Linked DNA regions of Rattus norvegicus: region 2 is linked to region 1. A link is a contact called in public HiChIP or PLAC-seq data. All regions are on one chromosome and are shown on one strand. Each heading gives the region's core, a stretch centred on a gene start, on an enhancer-like site or on the middle of the called end of the contact. The rest is flanking DNA. Distances are from core to core; before and after follow the strand shown.

The links. HiChIP or PLAC-seq counts read pairs in DNA pulled down with a chosen protein or histone mark.
Region 2: an H3K27ac HiChIP or PLAC-seq map of oligodendrocytes shows a contact between it and region 1, with 7 times the contacts expected there. The contact joins the promoter of Pimreg here to the promoter of Wscd1 in region 1. A contact is called at or near these places in 1 of 12 Hi-C or Micro-C datasets (the A7r5 cell line) and 1 of 1 datasets of contacts at active chromatin or transcription factors (oligodendrocytes).

Annotation. Positions count from the first base shown.
Region 1 is chr10:56,892,710-56,896,137 of GRCr8, forward strand. It overlaps Wscd1 (WSC domain containing 1), which reads left to right and starts at 1,847. Exons shown (of 8, transcript NM_001024234.2): 1 at 1,847-2,531. The coding sequence starts at 2,114.
Region 2 is chr10:57,166,548-57,169,975 of GRCr8, forward strand. Pimreg (PICALM interacting mitotic regulator) reads left to right here and starts at 1,676. Exons shown (of 6, transcript NM_001113781.2): 1 at 1,676-1,693; 2 at 2,165-2,482. The coding sequence starts at 2,198.

The DNA.
Region 1 (3,428 bases), core at 597-3,096:
GTGACAGTGACAAAAGTAAATAGGGGATGACATCTTCTCAAATTGATCAGAGTCCTTTGGGGATGACCGAAAAGTGGATAGACGATGTTAATTGCACCAAAGTGGTGCACTCTGGGATGGGCTTAGCACAGGCTGTTGGGAACCAGAGAGTTCTCTCCTTCTCTCTGGGTGGATGTGATCAGGGAAAGCTTGGAGAAAGTGACATTTATGCTAAGCCTTAGGGGTCACACAGAGATTAACCAGACAGAGGTGGGGGGATTAGAGGCTGAGACACTGTGTGCAGGAGGCCCTGCTGCAATCCTAGAGAATGCCTATGAATGCACGGTGGAGCTACTGAGGCATAGAGAATGGACCTCAGTGGGTTGGACCACAAGGAGACCTCGTGTGCCATGCTAAGACGCTTGCAGTTTATCCCCAAGCTCCAGGGAGCTATTGAAAAGAGGTTTTAAGCAGAACACCAGCCATGATCAGATTCGCGTGTTAAGGAGGCTCACCCTGGCAGCCTGTGTGCTGTGGATTGGAGGAGCCCAAGCTGGGGACAGACAGATCAGTCCGGATTTCGTGGGATTTTCTCTATGGTTTTACAAATCTGAGGCTGGCAGGGGCGGTTCTGGCGACATACCAGCTTAGACAGAAAGGAAAATCTCCGAGACCATCTGCAAAGGCTTCCCCACTCAGCTGGATCCCACTGTCCTTTGCTGATGAGGACCTGTGTAACCATACCCCTATCCTCCTGGAGGTCTCAGCCCCCTTAGCTCTCAGAACTTAATCCGGAAGGCTCAGGCTGGTCTGGGCCCCCTCGGACAGTCTGCTGGGCCCCCAGCCTCCTTACAGCCTGAAATGCTGGGCCCCAGAGCCAAAACATTGTCTTTCTTCTCACACCCAGCAGGCCGTGTCAGTGCACAGAACAGCCATTGAAACACTGCCCTTGCCGTGTTAGTTACGGCCAGCGGCTTAGTCACGCTTCCAGGGTCCTTTCTTCTGGGACAAGCCTGCCCTTGTGCTCAGAGCCCTCCTCACACAGCAGCCCAGCTCGAGGCAGCTGCAGAGCCCCCACCAACCCTAATAGCTACTTTAGAGATGCCGCCAGCGGGAACCACAGCTTAATGTCAACATGAACACCGCGCAAGCCTGCCTCTGCCTCCGTGAGAGTCAGCGACCAGCCTCTGTAAAGGTGCTCCTGGAATACGGATCACAGCTTCACAGCATCACAGGGAGGTAGCCCGCTGTGTGCATTTATTAAGCACCTTCAGTATGCACCTGCCTGTGTGGGGCATACTTGCGTTCTATAGTAAAACTGTGTTTGAGGCTGTGCTGTGCAGTAGTTGAGGCACGGATCTGGAGAGAAACATTGGAATGTTGGCTCTTGTGTTTGCCAGCTGTGGTGTTTCAGGAAATTACTCCTTTTTTCTTTTCTTTTCTTTTCTCTTTTTTTCCCTATCAGTATAATTGGGATGTTACAATATCTATCCCATTAGATTGGTGAGAGTACAGTGGCATGACTTCATAACTCACTTTGCTGAGTGCGTGGGGTCACTGGGGACTCAATGGAAGCCATGGTTGACTCCTTCCTTATTGCTGTTATCATTCCTGGACCGTCATTGCCACTGTCCAAACCAGTATCATCCTCACATCACAGATGGAGCTGAAGCCCAGAGAGGTTCAGCAATTTCTCCTGGGTCACACAGCTGGCCAGCAGCAGAAGTGGGATCTGAAACCTTTGTCCAGTGTTCCTGACACAGAGGTTACCCCTTTGGTAAATCAGTCACAAGGCCAGGGAGGACCCTGTCCCAGGAAGAGGGTAATGGATCCTGTTGCATCTTAATGTTCTTTCTCCACTTTTCTAGGTTCCTGAGACTGACGAGGGCAAGGAGAGCTAAGGGATGGGGGAAATGGTGGCCCCTGGGCAGAAGCTACCAACAAGGGGCTTGCGGCTGCCAGAAAGAAGTGATGGTGACATTTGAAACCCACAGGGACAGAAGCCCACCAGTGTGCTGACAGGTGTCAAGAGCCAGGATGCTGGGATGATGCCCTTGGAGGCCCTGGTGTCCCCCCTGCCCAGGTGCTAGGAGCCGTCCCCAGGCTCCAACTGGGAGCCCTGCTGCCCAGGGGCATGGCCAAACCTTTCTTCAGACTCCAGAAGTTTCTCCGCAGAACACAGTTCCTGCTTCTCTTCCTCACGGCCGCCTACCTGATGACCGGCAGCCTGCTGCTCCTGCAGCGGGCCAGAGTGGCCCTCCCACAGGCCCTCCGGGCTCCCGGCAGCCTGCAGGCCTTACCAGTGGCCACTGTGGCACTGGGTGTGGGTCTGCTGGACAGCAGGAGCCTTCATGACCCCCATAGTAGCCCTGACCTACTACTTGATGTGGACACACTAAGGAGTCCTCTGGCCCGAGTGCCACCTGGAATCCGCTGGCCCCGGAGAAACCGCAGCTCACTGCGGCGGCGCTGGCTCCACCACCTGACCAGTGACCCGCAGGGGCCACCCACCCTGGGCCCAGAGGCCTCTGGACCAGCCAGCCATAACCAAGGTAGGTTTCCTGCTGCTGCAACAAGCCCTGCTCAGGGTTATGTGTGTCATCTTATTCTTGGCCCTGTGGTAGCCGAGAGGTGTGATATTGTCCCCTCAGAGCTCTGACTTTGATCTTGGCTCAGTCGCAGCTTCCTGGGTGACTTCGATTATGTCACTTGTCTCTGGTCCTCTCAGTAGAGACAGAGACACTGACCCCAGGGTTATTGTGCAAATGTATTAAAGTAGCTTGGAGCAGTGTGTCACGGGGTGTCAAGGGTGGTCCCAGAGCAGCAGCAGCTGTTGCCTGTAGGAGCTGGTGACAGTACAGTCCCAAGTTCTTATACATTGAACAGAGCACAATCTCCTACTTTGGTTGCCACCAACAATCCCCGGATCTGCTCTCTAAGTCAGCGGTTCTCAACCTTCCTACTGCTGTGACCTTTAAAACAGTTCCTCATGGTGTGATGACCCCTAGCCACAAAATTACCTCATTGCTACTTCCTGACTGTAATTTTAATACTCTTGTCAAGAGTAATGCTCATATCTGATAGGCAGGATGTCTGGTATGTGACCCCTGTGAAAGGGTCATTCAAAAGGGTCTCGCCCCACACGTTGCAAACATGGCTCGAGGTCATCCTGGTGTACTCATAAGCCAAGAACCACTAGGCAAGGGAACATCATGTATGACTTGGTCTCTGATATCACTGGGGTAAAGATGGCTTGTCTATACAGTGCTGCTCTGCTGTGAAGCTGCTGTATCTGACACCGTCACTGCCTCAGTTCACAAGGAAGACATTGCATGGGAAGGCTAAGTGAAGGTCATTCTCACAGTTTGGGGTCTCTAGAACCTAACCCTGCAGCCAGAACTCAGGCAGAGTAGATCTAGGCGATGACCTCAGGAAACCCTGGCTGGGGA
Region 2 (3,428 bases), core at 426-2,925, 270 kb after region 1:
CCACTGGTGGGATTAGGGAGACTTTGGGGGAGCAGGGAACCAGAGTGTCTTCACCTTGGGTCTGTTGGCTTTAAGTAGCCAGCAGGAAGTGTTGAGACCCAGAAGAGTCCTTGCTTAGGAGTCAGGCGAGAGATCCAGGCTATGGAAGGTGTGAGGTCTGAGGAGAAACAGTGAGGGTGTCAGCCCTGGTCACATAGACCCTGCTCCTGCATATATGGTGTTTGGATCCTGCACACTGCTACGGTTAGTGAGTGAAGTGTGTGGTCAGTCTCTCTACACCTCAGCTACCTCATAGAGCTGTAGAGTACCGGGGATAAAATGGGCTCACCGGAAACAGGGAGTGCTTTAAAGTGCTATATACAAATCAACCATTATCGCAGGGGGTTGGGAGGCGAACACTGATGTTTAAGGAGAGGGTCAGACTTCCTGACACCAGGAAGAAGCCTGAAGAGGAGTCTCACCCCAGGCTTAGGCAAGGAGAGAGGAGGGAGAAGAGTAATGTTTCTTCAAAGCCCAGGTACGAGAGCCCCTTTGTGGTGGCACACCGGGCCCCTTGATTTCAATACTGGGGAGGCTGAGCCAAGCTCGTGGCCAGTTAGAGTCCATTCCCAGCTACACAGAGGCACTGTTTTTAAAAGGGGTGAGGCAGAAGGGATAGCTTGTCCCCTAAAAGCTCTACTGTTCTTGCAGAGAGGCTTAAGTTTGGTTCTTCCCACATGGGGTGCCTCACAACCATCTCTAACTCCAGCTCCAAAGGATCTGACATCTTCTGTGTCGCCCCCACCCCATTCCGTAAGCACTTACATGCACAGAGACATATTTAAATATAAAAATATATTTTAAAAAGTCAAAACCATAAAAATAAAAGCATAGGAGAAAGTGATCCAGGCGTTGCTGTTGTTGTTTGTCTCCGTCGTCTTTGTTTTTTGTTTTGTTTTTTTAGCTTGCTGGAAGACTACAGGAAAGAAAGATTGAAAGGTGCCTGGAGCAAGGCCCGGCAGAGGAACTGACCTAACGGGTGGAGAAGTTGATCTACAGTCTGTCCCCTCCTTTGAGATGTGCTTTCTTGGGCGCCAGCCGGGTGGTTTGTTTGAGGAACAGACAGGGGCAGGGCCATCTCGCAGGAAGGAAGAGGATTAGGCGGGGAATTTGAAACAAAACTTCCCAGGGAACGCAAAGCTCAGCAGTCCCAGCCTATCGTTGTGACAAAACTACTGGACGTGAGAGAAAAGTTAGACGGGGTGAAGAGCTGAAAGGGGTGCCCGGGGTGGCAGTGACCTGCGCCCCGCAACAGCAGCATCCTACATAGCACCCTGAGCAGCAGGCTGGAGGGAGTCAGCCTAGGAGTACGATGGAAGAGGCACGGCCACCAGGGGACCAAGCAGCCGGGATGTAGGGAGAAGGGTGGAGGGGCTGGGCGGCGACGGTGGTCAGGTGGCCATCTGGACCCTCGGCCGCCAGCCAGGCGGGGGTCCCCGAACGATGTGTGGGCGTGGCCAGGCCAATCCTAAAGCAGGATTTACAGTCACGAGAGAAAAGAACCAATCGAAATACAGGGGCAGCGGCGGTGGAGGGCCGATAGGGCCAATGGGCTGCAAGTGCCAGGACGGGGCGGGGCCGCGCGGAGTTTCAAATCCGCTGTGGTGGGCTAGGAGAGGGTGTCGATTTTCGAGTCCTGGTATCAAGCAGGGAGGTGAGCATGCGGGGACACTGAGGGGCCTGGGGAAGGGGTCTCTCGGGAAGCTCGGAATGGGAAACAGGTCAGGGGCTGTGGATAGGGCCTGCAACACAAAGGGAAGGTCTGAGAGTTGCAAACGCCCCTTCAGATCCGAGGCTTTGGCTGGATAGCCAAGTCGGCTCCGGAGAGGAAATTTTGTCAAAACAACTTGCTGATGGTGCCCTGCATAAGCGCCGAGGCTCCGTGATCTGTGTGCCACTCCGTTTAGCCTATGGGGAATAGGCTGGGATGGAAAGATGAACAAATTGCTGCCTTGTAACCGAAGCAGTTGCAGACCATGACGCCATGGTCACCTCTTTGACATCCACAGTTGCCCAACAAGGCCTACAATGAGTGGTTCCACTTCATCTCTTCCCCGGTTCCCAGGGTCCCTGGAGCCTTGAAATGGGGCCAGGGAGTTCTCTGGTGATCTTTTGACCTCCCCAGGATCTATCGGGCAGAGGAAACTGGACCAAGCACATGGCGTCTCAGTGGCAGGGCATGAGGACCTCCGTGCGCAGACGATCACTCCTAAAGGAGGAGCAGCTAGAGAAGGAGGTGACCCGGTCTGCTGGAGGTCATCTGGAGACCGGTCCCTTGGGCTCCCTGTGCAGACAGTTCCAAAGGAGGCTGCCACTGAGAGCAGTCAGCCTGAACCTTGGTAATGGCCCCTCCTGGAAACGCCTGGAAACTCCAGAGCCAGAGCAGCAAGGTCTTCAGGCTGCAGCTCGCTCAGCCAAAAGCGCCTTGGGTGCCATGTCCCAGGTAACAAGGATGCCACTGGCTGTCTGTTTACAGAAACATCCTTGGTGTTGACGGTTCTATCCTCAGGGAGGCTGCAGGAATATAGACTTTATGGGGTCTTGGGGTTTGATTAGGTTCTTGCCATTCTCCCAGAACCCCAGTCGTTCTGGCACATAATAGTTTCCCAGCAAATCGGTGAGTGATTAAGGTCATGGAAGAAATTGATGCTCCCATGCAGGGTGACATGCTATGTCCTATGACAGCAAATTGCAAGAAATGGCTGTCTATAAAGAGATACCAGTGTCAAGCTTAGTGGATAAAGACTTCCTAGATTAGGGGACTCTTCCAAGATCACTCAGGAAAGGGGAGGTACGTGGAGGCAGAGAGCCAGGGGGGTGGTGTGAATCCAGCCTGGATGCTGAAGAGGCCCCAGGACTAAGCAGCCAGCACAGTGAGGGAGGTGATCCCGTGTGCTGACTGATGCCCGTCTAAATTCTCCCGGTCACGCTATTACACCTTGGCTGTCAGCTGTTTGGTAGGAAAACCCAGAGGAGCTGGGCTTGCAGAAGGGTGCGATTTCCCGAGCGGTTCAGAAGGCAGATTTGAGGGGTGGTGTTTGTGTGCGGTGTTTGTGCAGATATCTTTTTTTTTTAATTTTTTAAGATTTATTTATGGGAGGAGCGTTTATGCAGTGGCACTTGTCTGGAGGTCAGAGGAAAATGTGCAGGAGTAGATTCTCCTTCCACCTTATGGGTTCTGGAGATCAAACGAGTTGTGGGGTTTGGTGGCAAGACACTGTACCTGCTAAGGTATCACGTAGAGCCTGCGTGGGTCTTTAAACCTGGAGCTGGAGATGTGGGCAGGTGTCCCCCGGAGAGGACAGAAACTATGAGAATGAACAGACCTCTAAGGAGAGAAGGGGGAATGGCCCTCCTCCTTGGCATCTTGCTGGGCATCCTGATGGTGT